2 separate regions of the Rattus norvegicus genome follow, and region 1 is linked to region 2. Evidence: chromatin contacts called from public Hi-C data. All regions are on one chromosome and are shown on one strand. The core of a region is the stretch at or near the end of the contact, and the rest is flanking DNA. Distances in the headings are between cores, read along the strand shown. Region 1 overlaps LOC134482408 (a long non-coding RNA gene). Region 2 overlaps LOC108348411 (a long non-coding RNA gene).

Region 1 (7,044 bases), core at 41-2,540, 38 kb after region 2:
CCATGCCTACCTGGCTCAGGGAGACAGGAACTGGGCGGCCCCTGCTAGACGGAAAGGCATCTCGGGAAATGGAGGCTTCGGTGGCAAGCATAACCTGCTCAGATGTCTAAAGTGGTTAAAGGAATGTGGATCACGTTATAGGTGTTTGGTTTTTACCATGACTGCTGAATCGGTAACGACCTGTTCCAGAGCCACCGCTGGATTCAGAAGGAGCTGGCAAAGGCCACTGGCAAATGCCGTGAAGGATTACGGCAGTGTGGATGGCCGTCTTAAGGCCTGAGGCAGAGACTGAGGGTTCCTATTCCAGGTAGATTTTGTTCCTTTGTTCTAACATCGGTTCCCCTTCCCCATTTCTTTCAGGCAAGGAGGAAGAACACGGTCGGGTCTCCTGATTCATTGTGTCTCAATGGGTCCAGTAGACTGGATAACGGGGTACATATGAAAAAAACGGGGAGCAAGAGGGTATGTGGATGAAAGCAAAGAGCCCCAAACCAAAACAGAACAAACCCCCAAAACCAAAGCAAGCAAACAACAACAAGCAACCCGTCCCCCCAATCCAATGTCTTGTACCTCTAGGTTCCCACTCTGACCAGCAGGGCTTTTAGAGCCCGCTCTCCCAACCGGCCAGCATGCCAAGTCCTCAACCCCTCTGGCTAATCTCCTGGTTTTTTTTTTTTTTTTGTTTTTTTTCTTCTTAGAGTCAACATTCAGGCCTTCAGCACCCGAATGGACTAAGCTTACTGAAGTCACCGGCAGGTAACTTGATCAACGGCTGAGACAGCGCCCATGGTGGGAATTAAGCAGTGCCTGAGCCGCAGAGGCGTGGGGAAATGACCTTGAGTGACTGTGGCATGCGGGCAGCCTTGTTTCACATGAGGACATCGCCTGCTCTGCATCTGCCTTGCACACTGAAGGCTGTGTGCGTCCAGTGTCTGCAGGGTCGATGGTGACATTTCTCTTCCAGCCTCTTGCTCCAGAGGCGGGAGCCATGTGTCAACAGCCAGGCCTCAGGCAGAACGGCAGAACTCCTGGTCCTGCTCTGGCTGACTGGTGACAGATAGGGCAGCTTACAGTAGAGAAGGGAGTGGGTGGCGTTGCTCTCCGGTGTTTCCAGCCCTCCACCACCCTAGCTGCAAAAGACCATCCCAGCAAATGATCTGATCTGTTCTGAGGGTCAAGGGTCACAGTTGAGAGACGCACGGCCAGACAGGTGTCTAGGAGCCATATGCTGACACCAGCCAGTTCCAGAAGGTGATACTGCTCTGTCCAGGAGCCAGTGGCACAGGAGAAACTTGAGGTCTTTTGGTTTGATGAGCATTGTTAGCTCTGACTTCAGATAAGCAGAGCAAACAAGCCACAGTCCAAGTGGGAACTGGTTCTGCCCCTTTGTTTTGCTTTTCTAAGTCATCAAAGCCAAGTTTCTCAAGCCTGAATACCTCTGCTTTCTGATGGTCCCATTGTGTTTTTATTGTGCTTCTGACAAGTGCTAACAGACCACTTTCAAAGTGTGTTGATGTTTCGGTTGTTTTTGAATGGCCCTTCTGTTTTCCTGCATCTGGGCAGCATTAGCCTCTGGCCCCAGGGAACGACTGGGTTCCTATAAAAAGTGTACCAGGTCCCCTTATGTGGAAAAACTGGCCAGGACAAGATCAGACACCCATCTGGGCAGGAACATACAGCACAAATGTGAACACCATTCACCAGCTGCAGAAGCCAGGTCAGGCTGGGAAGAGGCCAGTGAGCCTTGCCAAATGGACTGTGGGTGTTCTCTTTCTGTGTGTGGACACATTGTGATCTTCCTGAGGGAGGATACCAATAAGAAGAGTGCCTGGCACTAGGCAATGCCACCAAATGTTTGTTGTCCCTCTGTCCTCTTAGCTCAAGTTGCTTGTCAATTACCAACATAAGAGGCTCCTGAGAACTGGCCACACAGGGACCAGAGTTGGGACACACAGGACAGTCTAGAGTTCAGAGGGTTTACTAGGAGAGAGAGGCAGACCTTATCTGTTTGATATCTGAGCTTTCTTGAGGGATCTTTTGCTCTATTGCTTGAAGGGCTAAAGCAGGGAGCGGGTAGGGCAGGGTGGGCATGTTTCCTCCAGATTCTATCTAGGGGTTGTATGGCTGGCTCGTTCCTTTGTGCTTCTGTTGTGTGTCCTGCCTTCCCTTCACCATAACACTTTAGGCTAAGCAAAGTCAGGTTCAAAATGGCTGCCTCCAGTGGAAGAGTCTTTGGGTATGGACGAGGCTTCCAGGAAGTGAGCCACACGTATCATCTCGCTCATTTAATGCTATCCGCAGACTCTCTCGCTTGTCCGAAGGCTATCTTCATTTTTTTTTTTCTTTTAAGCTGGCTGAGTTTCCCTTTAGCTCCAACCTCACCAGCTCATGAACTGTCTGTCCTCCCTTGAGTTTCCAGAGTTGCAGGGCTCTCCCCTAACTGACTTCTAGTCTACTCTGGGACTCATGTTAACGAGATCCCATCTTTATTCCTTTACCCCGATGCATCAATCCCTGCTCCCATCCCCACCCCCTGTTGAATTTATACTAGGAGTCAGAGGAGCTGAGACTGGCTGGTGCTAAGCGATCTGGTGCTACTGTTAGATAAGCAGGTCGCCCTGATGAGGGAAACACTAGCGGTTCTAAAACAGGACTATGGAGTCTCTTACACCTGCAGTAGATATTTATATCTATAAACACATCGGGGTGGGCAGGGATTGCCCTGTCTGTGTTCATAAGGCCTTAGACCTCTTGAGTCTCCCTTCATCTATGGGAGGCCCTCCCTGGCTTTTGCTTCAAAATGTAAATTATTGCATCAGTCAGCTTTCTGTTACTGTAACAAATATCTGGACGATCAACATATGAAGAGAAAAGATTCACTTCTGTGCCTAGTTTTGGTCATAGACTAAAAACCTACGGAGGACAGGCAACGCAGTAGCCAGCACTTGGACCTCGACTTACTTAGCCTCCCAATTTCCACTATGGCAAGAATTTTGTTGGCCCCTGTTCCTTCAAGAACAAGAAAACAAATGTAGACAGCTCTAGAGCCTGACAGGCTGAGATGGTGGGTCACAGAGAAGTGGAACATGGCATCCATGAAGCAAGAGTATCCTCAGGAGGGTATTTCTTGAGTCTCTGGATGGGCCTGGTAGAGAACCGTGTGGTCTTATGTGTGTATATGCTTGTGAACACCTGTCACTTTGAGAAATTTCCAACTCTATGTAGCAGTTTCCTTCTCACCAGGGTCTCTCCTTGTCTGAAACTTTAATTTTATAGCTGTGGCTGTTAATGCATCATGGGTACCACCGTCAATAAATATTTATTGAGCTTTCACTGGGCACAGCGTGTTGAAATAGAAACTATATATTTGCCTCAAGAGGAGCTGAAGGCAGATGGGAGAAGATTTGAGGAGGGGCGGGAGAGATGTCTGGGTAGCCTGTCCCAATCTTGAGATTTTTATGGCTTCGTAAGTCAATGTGCCAAGGTCTCCTTGACTCACATGGGGTTGTCAGCTCAAGAGAAGAGGGCTTCAAGAGATGCCTGGGCCATGACAAAGGAAGCCACCATCAGAAAACCCACTAAGAAGTATGGAACACTGCAGCCAGAAGTTGGATCATGTCATGTAAGGACCCAAGTGCTTCACAGGGATGAAGGACCCCTTTGACCTTTCCATGGTGCTCAGCAAGGAACTCTTTGCTGATGAGATGCTGACTCGCCTTTGGTTAGGGAGTTCACAATGAGCATAGAGGTCTTGGAAATTGGAGTCCATTGGTGCTCTGACAGAAGACCAAGTCTTCTTTGATGCCCAGTGGTAGCCTGGCAGGAGGCCTCCATGGCAGAAGCCCTTGGAGTGGGGTGGGTTGGGAGGAAGGCTGCTGGGAGGGCGTCTGTATGTTTCTGAAGGAGCTCTAGTTAATCAGATCAGTAACAGCCTGCTACCCCTGTAGCGACTCAGGCCCCCTGAGGGGTTTTCTTCATCATTATGAAGATGAACACGGCTCTAAGAATTCCTCTTGGGCTTGGGATTTCTGTTAATTGCCCCCATATTTATGAGAAGATGAGCAGATCATGGATGGGGTTTCCTTCCTTTGGAGCAGAGTTTGGGCACCCTTTGCAAAGAGGCTTTGGCCAGTGAAGGTTATGGAAAGACTGATCAGGATCTCAAGGGTCAGGATGCTCAGTCCTCAGGGGTCCAGCAGTCAAGCTATTGTCACCAACATTCCTTCTGTCCCAGCCAGAAGGTGAAACAGAAAGCAGGTGAGGTTAAGTGCCCAAGGCAATGCCATGGGAGTAGATCCATGGCATCAGGAAGAGGCAGGGAGTCCGGGTTACAGTTCTGTCTGCTGCCCTGGGGCAGGAACAGGAGACTGATAAAGCAAAGACTGAGGTTTCTTCCTTAGGGAAAGTGGTGCTCAGTGAATCCCAATCTAGCCCCTCCTGTGAGGTGAGGCTAGAGGTTATGGTACCGAAGGGAGCTGAATAGAGAAGTAGAGAGACAGGGTTGTGTGGGCCTGGTCTACCCAGTGCTAGTTTGCCTGCAGGCCCTTTACTTCCCTTTCCCTTATCCTTCAAGTACAGAAAGCCAGAGTAATATCTCACACAATTGTTGGGAGTAGCAAATGCAAAAGTATGCATAGAGATGCGCAGTGGGGCCTGGGGGCACAGCTTGGTGGCTGGTAAATATTTAAATCATTGTAGGGAGAGCCTCTGGTGATTAAAGGTGTCGGTATGGACCACCTCCACCTCACACTGGTGTGAGTGTCCTGGCTGTTACTCTTTGTAGGCCTCTCCACAATAAACCTTCAGTCACGTGACTGGGACGGGGCTCTTCAGACACCAGCGGTAGCTGTGAGGTGCTTTGTCTGTGACTCAGCTTCCTAGTGCCTGGGATCAGCTGTCACTTGGTGAGCAGCACAGCCCTGGGGGAGCGGGCTCCGAGGCTAGCCTGATCTGCTGCCACTTGTCTCACAGTCTGGGTGGGTGTAGTTGTTTCCAAGTGGAGTGGAAACCATATGGGGCCAGGCAGGGTAATGGTGCCCCTGGCGCCCTGGGATTTCTTCATGGCTTTCCTTCGAGGCTCTGTTGGTGCCTGGCTCCCCCATAAAGCCATTATGTACTGGGAGCATTAATCATGCCGTTGGGTAGGCACTGTGGCACTTTCATGGCAGCTTTGAAGCTAATCTGTCACTAATGCCTGCTGGATTATCATGATTTCTTGCAGTCGTGATTCATTAACTTAAAGCCTAATAGTAATTTTATCAAACACCCTCCATCACTCTTCGCCCCAACATGCCTGCCCATCCCCGCTCGCTGTTCCATGGTGGCAATGTCACAACCAGCAACCTGTGTGGTCTCCCCCCCCCCAAAAAAAAAAAAAAACGAAGCCCCACAGAGATGGGCATGTCCCCGAGCTGGCTAGAAGCTGTCCAGTGAGTCCTCTGCCCAGGCCCCGAGCCTCTTTCCCCACACACTGCTATCCCGTATTCCCCACACTTGGCAGTCCATTGTAGAAGGCTTCTCTGCAGGCTCGTGGTGCCTTTCTTGAAATGCTAGCTTTAAAGGGGATTTTTAAATCTTAGTTTATTATTCAACAGTGCACTTATGTATGTCACACACACTGATCATACTCACGCATACCTAACCACCCTTATTGTCCTTTCACCCCCTTCTTCCACCCTTTGCTTCCTTCCACCCAGTCCTCATCCCCACCCATAGACCTAACCCATGGGTCTTTCTGGTTTGTTTTTGCTTTGCGGCCCACTGGGCTTGACCAGGGCTACTCTCCAAGGTGTGGGTGTGAAGCAATCCCAAAGCACAATAATTCGCCAGTGACTGTATAGTTGAAGAAAATGACTTCCCCATCTCTTCCTTCTATAGCCATTAGCTAGCTCCCCTGGGAAGGGCCCACAAGCCCCTCCTCCGTTATGACGGAATGTGAAACCTCTGCTTTTAAAAAGTGAACACAGGACAAGTCCTATTGACTGATGAACCTAGGCTCTAGGCACTTGGGCCCCGTGGGCATGGATAGGTCAGGAGGAATGACTAAGTACCCTGGGAAAGAGATCTGCCTTCTCTCCTTCCCCTGGCCTCTGGCTCACGGGGAAGAGGTGGGCAGCAGATAAGACACTGGCTGTGCTGTGGTTACTGTTCGGCCCTGACTGGCCAACATTGACAAAACTCCTTGGTGAGGTGTCACAGCAAGAAATGCTTCTTAGGCTGGCTATTCTCTGCAAAGGTCAGCTTGGGGGCACGGCTTGATGGATGGACTGTGAGTAGGCAGGAAAAAAAAGCTGGGGAAAGGGGTCTGTTGGGGTGGCCAGAGGAAGTCAGGGGAGGCGGAGGGGGGGGCTCAGGCTGTGTCCTGCTGTCGGAGAAGACTGAGGGACAGCATCTTGCCCCTCATTCTGGACCATCCATCAAGCACAGCTCTGATATCTCAACAATTTGTAATCCCCACCTGTCTCTACGGCACTCAAGTGCGCACCAGCTCTGACCCTTCCAGTCCTCATTTAGCTCTCTCTTCGGCTGTGGAGTTGATGGATGGCTTCTCCTCCCACCCCTGCCTCACCACAGCTGCAGAAACAGGCTCAGGTAGAGGTGGGGTCAAGCCCAGGGCATCACAGTGCCCCAGTGGCCCAGGCCAAGCAACAGTGTTCCTAACAGCAGCAGGTGACCCAGGGGCCATGGCCATAGAAGCAAGAGAGGAGACAAAGAGATCATTGCAACTACATGAAGAGGGGAGGAAGGGACAGACCCAAAGAGGGAAAAGAAAAAAAAAATCCTACTTTACATCCTGAGGTCTTCCAAGATTTCCGAAAACGTACAACGTGGTGCGATGTCTTCTGCGCGCGCGACAACGTTGTCTGCTCCTCTCCATCTGTGTTTTATCACGCCTGTACGCCTCAGAACCACCGAGATGAAAAACAAGTCTACAAAATACATAGATGTACGTAGATGACTACGGGGAAGAGGGGGCTGCGTTCTGCAGCCTGGGGTTTTTGTTTTTGTTTCTGCGGATTGTTTGTTGTAAGAAAAGCACAACAG
Region 2 (7,449 bases), core at 1,040-3,539:
CTGTAATTTAAGGCCCCTTTCTCTTGTTGAGTGCAAATGGAGAACAGCTGCTTACGCTCATCCTCCGACATCAGCAATTTCTCAAGATGACCCTGGGAGACAGGCCAGGGTCATTAGACCCAATTTGGTGCTCAGCAAATATGTATTTCTTCTTCCGCTTGTCGGCCACAGCCTGGCTGGTTAGGCACGATGAGTAGCTACATGTTTATTAGGGTTCTTTGCAAGAGTTCCTGATGTCTTTCTGCACTCCAGATCCCGGAGGGCAGAGATCCTGCCTGTTGGATTTGTTCAAAGAATGCTTTTCTGTGGCCCTGGCTCTGCATGGCAGAGGCCGCTGTACTAAAAGGCAGAGTTTTGGTATTGGCTGGAAGTTGATGTCTCCTGCAACTTCTGTGGCCTTGGATGCAGCTTTGTTTCCGGGGTGCTTTTTTCTTTTCTTTCCTTTTTTTTGGGGGGGGGTAAGGGAGGGGGCTATAGCTATGTAGCCCAGGCTGGCCTTGAGCTCTTAGGCCGCCTGCGTCTGGCTGTTGGGATTACAGGCTGTACCTCAGTACATGCCCTTGGGAATTTCTCTTCAATCAGCAAGAGCGGTGGATTTTCTGCTGTCCCAGAGGGGCCAAGGGGAAGAACTGTGAGGCTGGTTAGAGACTCTTGGGCTTCTGTCACTTCTGAAACGGGGAGGGGGCAGGGACAAAATGTAACCAGGCAGCCAACCAGCCCTGTCACTCAGAGCAACAGTATCAACAACAAGGAGGGACAACAGTCCTCAGGGCTGCTGGGCACACTTCCTTTCTGACTCAGTTCCAAGTGGCTTGTTCTCCATTTTTTCTCTCTAAATCGTGCAGAGAAACAGAGTAATGATGTTTAGAAAAACAGGTGACTCCTAGGGTAGCGCTCCACCCCTTTTTGGCCTCCTCCCCAACTGACCTCACATTTTCCCCAGCAGAGGGTCTCTAGGTCCCAGGGTTCTTGGTTCCTCACACCTGTGTCCCTCTCCCTATTGGTCAAGGGCTTTAGGGACACAGATAACCCGAATCCCATCCTGGACTCCTTTATTCCTGGAGGCCAAAGGCCACAGTAGCTCCTCAAAACTCTTGGAGCTCAGGGCTGAACAGCTCCTTAGGTTTGCTGGAGGCTGAGATCAGGACAGTCCGGGCCGCTAATCCCTGTTGGTAGCAGTCAGGTCCCAGGACAGCTGAAGAAGGCTGACAGGTTTTTGGACCTCAAAGAAAAAAATGTCCTCTCTTCCATCTGCTTCTGCATCTGCCAATAAGCTGTCTTCCTAAGAGCCACTGTAGCCACCTCATCCTCAGGGCACCTCTGGAACCCGGGGCCCTTGTTGGAAAGAGACAGAGGAAGGCAGGAGAGGGGTACAGCATGTGTGCGTGGATAAGAGGTGTGTGTGCACGTGTGTGTTGGTCCTGCTTATATCTTACATAGACAAATGATTGGGGTCAGGTAAACACATTCAGAACTCATACACCCCAAGGCAGTGGTTCTCAACCTTCCTAACACTACGGCCCTTTAATATAGTTCATCATTTGTTGAGACCCCCAACGATAAAGTATTTTTGAGGCTACTTCATACCTGTAATTCTGCTACTGTTATGAATTGTAAATATCAGTGTTTTCTGATGTCTTTGGTGACCTCTGTGAAAGGGTCCCTTGAGAGGGTCGCGACCCACAGGTTGAGAATCTCTGCAGTCTAATCCAAAGCCTGTTGGATGGTGGGCGTGGGCCTTTGCTAGTTGTTGACCCTGAGCAAATGATGGGTTTCCTCATTCGTATTAATTTCCTAGATGCACAGTGGGGCAAAGTTTGTCCCAACAGATGTTTACTTTAGAGGCACATTGGGAGTCTCAGTCCAAGTCACATTAAAGAGGACCCAACTGGGAGACAGGAGCAGGGGATCCTCCCACTCTGGGTAAGATGTGGGCATGTTAGTTCCCTTCTGAGACTTGTTGAAGAACATGCCGGCGACTGAGAGGGAACCGGCACCAGCTCTTCTCAGACTTCCCCTTTGTCCTTTCTGGGGACGCTGAGAAGGAGGCTTCCCCATCCACACAGTCATTCTGAGAGCCCACCCTCCATAGCCCTCTGCTACCCAGGCCTGCCTTCTTGGAGGTTACGTACTAGGTAGATGGAGGGTAACACTTCCTCATCTGGGGAAAGCTGGCTTGGTGATAGGCCTGGAGGCTTCTGGATCTGCCTGGATCCAGTCCCTCCCTGTTAATCCTCAGCCACCTGGGTTGATGAACCTCACTGGCCTCAGCTTGAAGCCTGTGAAGAGACAGGAGTCGGGCCAGACATGGGCAACAGGGCAGAGGGCACTGCCTGTGCCCTCTGCTCTGCACTGCATTGCTACAGGATGGGGGGCGGAGTTCTGAACTGCTTCACCTCTCTTCCGTGTCAGCTCCAGCATAGCACACGCACAAAGCTACCTTTTACAGGTAGGAAATTATAGGTGCTTCTACTTCAAAGGCCTTGGCAACCACGGCTCCTCTTTGATAGATGTCAGTATTATTAATGGTGATTTATTGCTGGGGCCATTTTGACAACAGAAATAACCAGTTTCCCCACTTTCTTGGCTTCCTATCCCCAACACCTTGAGGTGTCTTTTTTTTTTCTTTTCCTGAGCTGAGGTGGGATGAAGGTTACCTCCCTACACAAGGAGGTTCCGGGCATCTGTTAAAGGCACAGTGAGGTATCTAGCTTATTAACTTGTCATTGGGTGTCATAAAGTTTAGTGAAATGCTGGCAGAGTGTAATCCTAAACAGGGCAATTACCCTGTTATTATAGCAGCTTTCTCCTGGCCCTCACTGCTTCCTCCTCCTCCTTTCTCCTGCTTCCTTCCCTCTGTCTTTCCTGGGTCTCTGCCCGCCTCTTTTGGTTGTGTGGTGCTTATCTAACCTCTACCTGCCTTGATTGATTAGCCAGAGCAAATGTCCATCAGTTCTGCAATTCCAGAGTTAAGCTTGGCTTTGGCTTCGCAGAATGGGAAGAGCTAGCCCATCTTGCTGCTAGCAGAGTTGTGGGGTCAGGTTGCTGTACAAGGAACAGTAGTAGCTAGCGGGAATTTGGCTGGGTTCTGCTCCTAGGTAATGGTGTAGAAGTTAGCAGGCAGAGCTCACAGGTAGCGTTAGGCCAGGGTTCCTTCCGGGATTCATCTCCCCCAGCTTTTGCTTTCAAATCTGAGCCAGAGGTAGGAAATAGAAGAGAGAGGCAGCGGTAGCATAGTGGGGACCGGAACAGAACAAAATGCCCGAACTGTGTTCCCATGTTGCCACGTAGCCGGCTTCATTCCCTCATCTGAAAGTAGTTTTCTCAGCGCACGCACCAGGACAATTATTCCTGCTTCGCTTACTTCACATGGGTAACGAGACTTCGCACCGAGAAGAGCAAATCAGATTATAGGTGAACCACAACGGCCAATTGCCGCACTCATCAGAGGGCGACTGCCACCTCACACAAAGGGCTACAAGGGTTATTTTCCTCTCACCGAGTTCCTGTTCTTACTCCGAAGGAGTAGAAGTGGTGCTTTGATCAACAACAGGCCACTCACATGAGGGCAGGCCCATTCCAGGTATTGCCTGGTGACGTCATGGCCATCCGAGGTTGTCAGTATTCTCCACGTGCTGTCCACGTGATGGGGGACAGTGTTTGTCAGCCCGTGGCTCCTCCTTCGGGACTGCCCGCTTGTCGTCAGGAGTGCAGTCTGTTTCTTAAGGTTGTGATGACCTTAGTTTCTAAAGCTTCCTGGTAGGTATTGCTTGACTCACTCTCTGAACAATGGGGACTTTGAGGCACATTCCTGACGAACAGTTGGTGCACGCCACCATGCTGGGTTAGGAACACACTACCAAATAGGCTGGCAGAAAAACTGTAATAGGATCTTGAGAGGTTCTTGGAGACTATCTAGTTGAAATGTTCTGTTTTATAGCTGTGCAAATTATACTCAAAGAAACAGAACGGACGGCTTTGCTAAGAGCCGTCGGGGAGGGCTGGGGCCAGATTTCCCTCTCCTGGCCACTTGCAGAATGCTGTCTTCCCCCAAATATTTACCTCTGAGCCTGTCTCTTCCTTGGAAGGCGCATCCTCATCAATTAGCTGCCACAAAAGCAGCTTTATCTACACCTTAGTATGAATTCGGTCAGTACATTGTTCTTCAGGTATGCGTAAGGTGTTGGGGACACAGACCAGGGTCTCACACATGCTAGTAGGTGCTTCATTACCTAGCTGTGAATTTCCTCTTCGGCCATACAGAGTTGGGCTGTATTCCCTGACAGGGGAGCTTCTAGCTCTGGTGAGAAGAAGGGCCATCAAGGACTTATGACCCTCACCCTTTAAATTCTTGCTGCTTGCCTACCCTGTTGGGCTGGGCACTGCTTCCTGAATTAGCCGCTCTCTGTCTGTAGTCTGCAGCCTGTTTCTCAAGAGCTGTTGGAGAGCAGGGCTGGATGAAAGATGGGAGTCAGACAGGCTTAAAAATGGAAAACCTGCAGACAGGTTTAAAAACAGAGAGCAGCCAGATGGAGTGAAGTGGTCACCCCCCTAAACACTTGCCTGCTTGTCTATTTTCCGCTCTCTTTCCCCGTGGTTGGAGAACACGTGGAGATGGATGAGGACTTCTAAGGTCCACCTGCCTGATACAGGCAGTCTGTGAACCCTTGCTGTGTCCCAGGCATGGTGCTGCCTGCAGGGTGGTGAGAAAGAGACACCCTTCCAACCTTGAGGAACTCAAGTCTGGGGCCACACATGAGGCAGAGGAAGAGACTTCTGCTGCAGGGCCAGGCTTCCTTGTTTTGGCCATTAAGTAACCATAGTGTTCTTTCTGTGGCTTATTTTGAACATTTAGTAGAGTTCAGGGAGATCCCAGGGAGGACATGTACTGCTGGAACTTGCTGGAAATACAAAGGGGACAGAAAGGATTTAAAGTCATCTGAGGCTTTGCATGTGGAGAGAGGGAGCGAAACAGAGACACTTTAGAGAAGAACCCTGGAGCCCGGCATGAAGTCAGGGTAGAGATGGCCATGCAGAGGCCACGCACAGCATGAGGAGCTGGGTGCTGCCTGGAGCTGGGAGAGATGTTACCTCAGGTCGGTAGGCTTGCAACATCATTTTCCAGGTGGGCCAGGATGGCAGACTCCATGAGGCCCTATGGTTGGCTGAGAGAATTAGAATTAAAGAAGATCCAATGCTCTGTCCTGCAGCTTATGGGGGAGGTCTATGGATTTATATCTGTGCACGTGCATATGCATGTGTGCGTGTGCATGTGTGTGTGTTTGTGTGTGTGTATGTATGTGATCCTGATGCTAAGGTACTGGCTCTGCCTCCTGTGGGAACTTTGCCAGGACAAGGCACAGCTCACAATTTCACTTTGACCCTGGAATTAAAAGAAAAGAAAAGGAAAGAAGAAAAAAAGAAAAGAGAAAGATGCATGGTTTTCTCTCTGGGCTGGCCATTTCAGGTGGTGGCTCAATCTAATTGGTCATCAACCAATTGTGTGATCTTGTAAAAGTAGCTTCAGCTCTAAGATTCATCTGAAAGCAGAAGAGGACCCTTGCCCGACACCTCACCGGGTCGCTGTGGAATGGCTACGTGACATTGTGGACAGCCAGCATTTTGTTAACTTGACTGTGATATACACAGGTTATTGTGTGTGCTTTGACAGAGACTCTGGTTCTGTTATCAGAATACGGACCCTCGTCTCTAAGCAAAGCGTTTCAGAGTCTGGACTGCTTGAAGGGACGAGCTGCCCCGTTTATGGAGCAGGATGCGCCTGTCAGGGAGGACCTCTGCTCTTGGGGATACACAAGTGAGCGGATACACTCACACCTGAGCGTCACACTTCCTCTCACACAGTTATTTCTGGAAGTACCTAACCCCATCTGGCCTTGGCCAGCCAATCTAGGCAGGCCTAACCTGAAAGGGGTCTAACCCGAAAAGCAACTGAATTATACCCCAGACTCAAGACACCAGGGCTAGGTGGGCAGAGCCCTTTCTATCCTTGGATTGATCCATGCTGTGTATCGTCAGCTCTGGAAATGCTGAATCAAACCTTTCCCCACTGTGGGAGATTGCAACTGAGCATCTTACCTGAACAGAGGACATTTCATGAGCTCACATGGGTGTATGCTGATAGGAGTGGGGAAAGGAAGTCAAACCTCCAGGCTGTTCAATAAGTCCCCATTTCTCTTTCCAAACTCGGGCATACCTGTGTGCTGCCTGAGGATGGGCAGTGCTCTTAGAGGTGTATGTGAGGTGATTTGTGTCCTGAACCGTCATGGAGTGTCTGTCAGTCCCTCGGGATAGCCTCTTGAAGCACTAAGCAACACTGTAATGGAGAGATGTGTGAAGCTGTTCTTTAGCAGAGCACACTTGGAAGGGAAGAACACAAAGGACGGACAGACTCCTCTCCTTAGAACCCTGGTCTAGTTTGGGTAGCAGCGAGTACACACACGGGCCGGCCAGGTGGGATGGAGAAAGAGGATTAAGTCCCAGTTGGCCCTCAAACCTGCTTAGGTCTCTGACCTGGTCTCACACTTTGCTGTTGAAAAAAAAAATGCCATGAGTTTTAGGCCTGAGCAAGAGAGGCAGAGAGGTTGGATCCTATGCAAGGCCAGGGTGGGAGAGGGGCTGAGATAAAAAGTGGTCTCACGGCTCTCAGCAGGGCACCAAGAAGGCCAAAGCAGAAATTCATGGATTGGCTCCCTTCCTTGAAGGCGTGGGTGTTAAAGCTCATAGCGATTGCAGAGGTGGGAATAGGGATTCTCAACTTTTGGGAAACCCCTGAAAGCCCTGGTATTTCCCTTGGAAGTCATAGGGTGGTGCTGCTTATTTATTTGGGAGCTGGAGGGAGCAATACGCTTGAGTTTAGGAAGTGGCCAAGTAGCTTGGTGAGCCAGACCCAGTCAATCGATCCCAATGAGACAGATGGAGAGAGCCAAGACACAGGAAGGGTTGTAGAATGGCTTCACATCACTGTGCGTTTCCACACTGATCTAAGAAACCTTTCTGTGTGTCCTTCCTTGTTTGAAAAAAAAAAAAGACCACAACAAACAAAAAAACCAAAAAACCTATGTTTATTGAGTCTCTGAGATGCAACAGAGGCCAATCCTGATCGTACAATTAAATGTTTCACAGCAATGAGTACCATAGGAATGCCCAGTGGGTACAAGCCAGCCCATAGTACTTTATAGGACTTGCTTTTGTGTTTGGAGATTTCAACTGCTAAGCTGCAATGAGGCTGAATAGGTGGGTCCTTCTGGCTTGGGGCTTGGTGTGGGACACAAGGACCATCTATACAGCCAAGGATGCTGGCAGGCTTTTGTTTTGCATGGGTGGTCTCCATAGGGGGCACTTATTTAGAATTGAGGAAATCTGGGGGAGGTAAGACCCAGATAAAGGAAGTAGGTCATGGGAGGTCATGGGGTCAAGGTTCTTGGGGTC

Evidence for each region. Hi-C and Micro-C count contacts between places; a contact is called where the count stands out from the background.
Region 1: a contact with region 2 is called in a Hi-C map of liver, with 2.5 times the contacts expected there. The contact joins two enhancer-like sites. A contact is called at or near these places in 4 of 12 Hi-C or Micro-C datasets (hepatocytes, kidney and liver).

Annotation. Positions count from the first base shown.
Region 1 is chr16:71,909,256-71,916,299 of GRCr8, forward strand. LOC134482408 (a long non-coding RNA gene) reads right to left here. Exons shown (of 3, transcript XR_010058463.1): 2 at 6,786-6,929. LOC108348412 (a long non-coding RNA gene) reads left to right here. Exons shown (of 5, transcript XR_010058460.1): 1 at 1-307; 2 at 699-756. Among named protein-coding and RNA genes, the nearest start is that of Rpl21l3, 91 kb to the left of the region's middle. Within about 2 kb of position 1,291, at least 7 of the 93 cell types and tissues checked have an H3K27ac peak or open chromatin away from gene starts, as enhancers often do. A contact at or near this core is called in hepatocytes and liver, where this site is marked.
Region 2 is chr16:71,870,437-71,877,885 of GRCr8, forward strand. LOC108348411 (a long non-coding RNA gene) reads left to right here. Exons shown (of 5, transcript XR_005494965.2): 5 at 1-37. Among named protein-coding and RNA genes, the nearest start is that of Rpl21l3, 53 kb to the left of the region's middle. Within about 2 kb of position 2,290, at least 17 of the 93 cell types and tissues checked have an H3K27ac peak or open chromatin away from gene starts, as enhancers often do. A contact at or near this core is called in hepatocytes and liver, where this site is marked.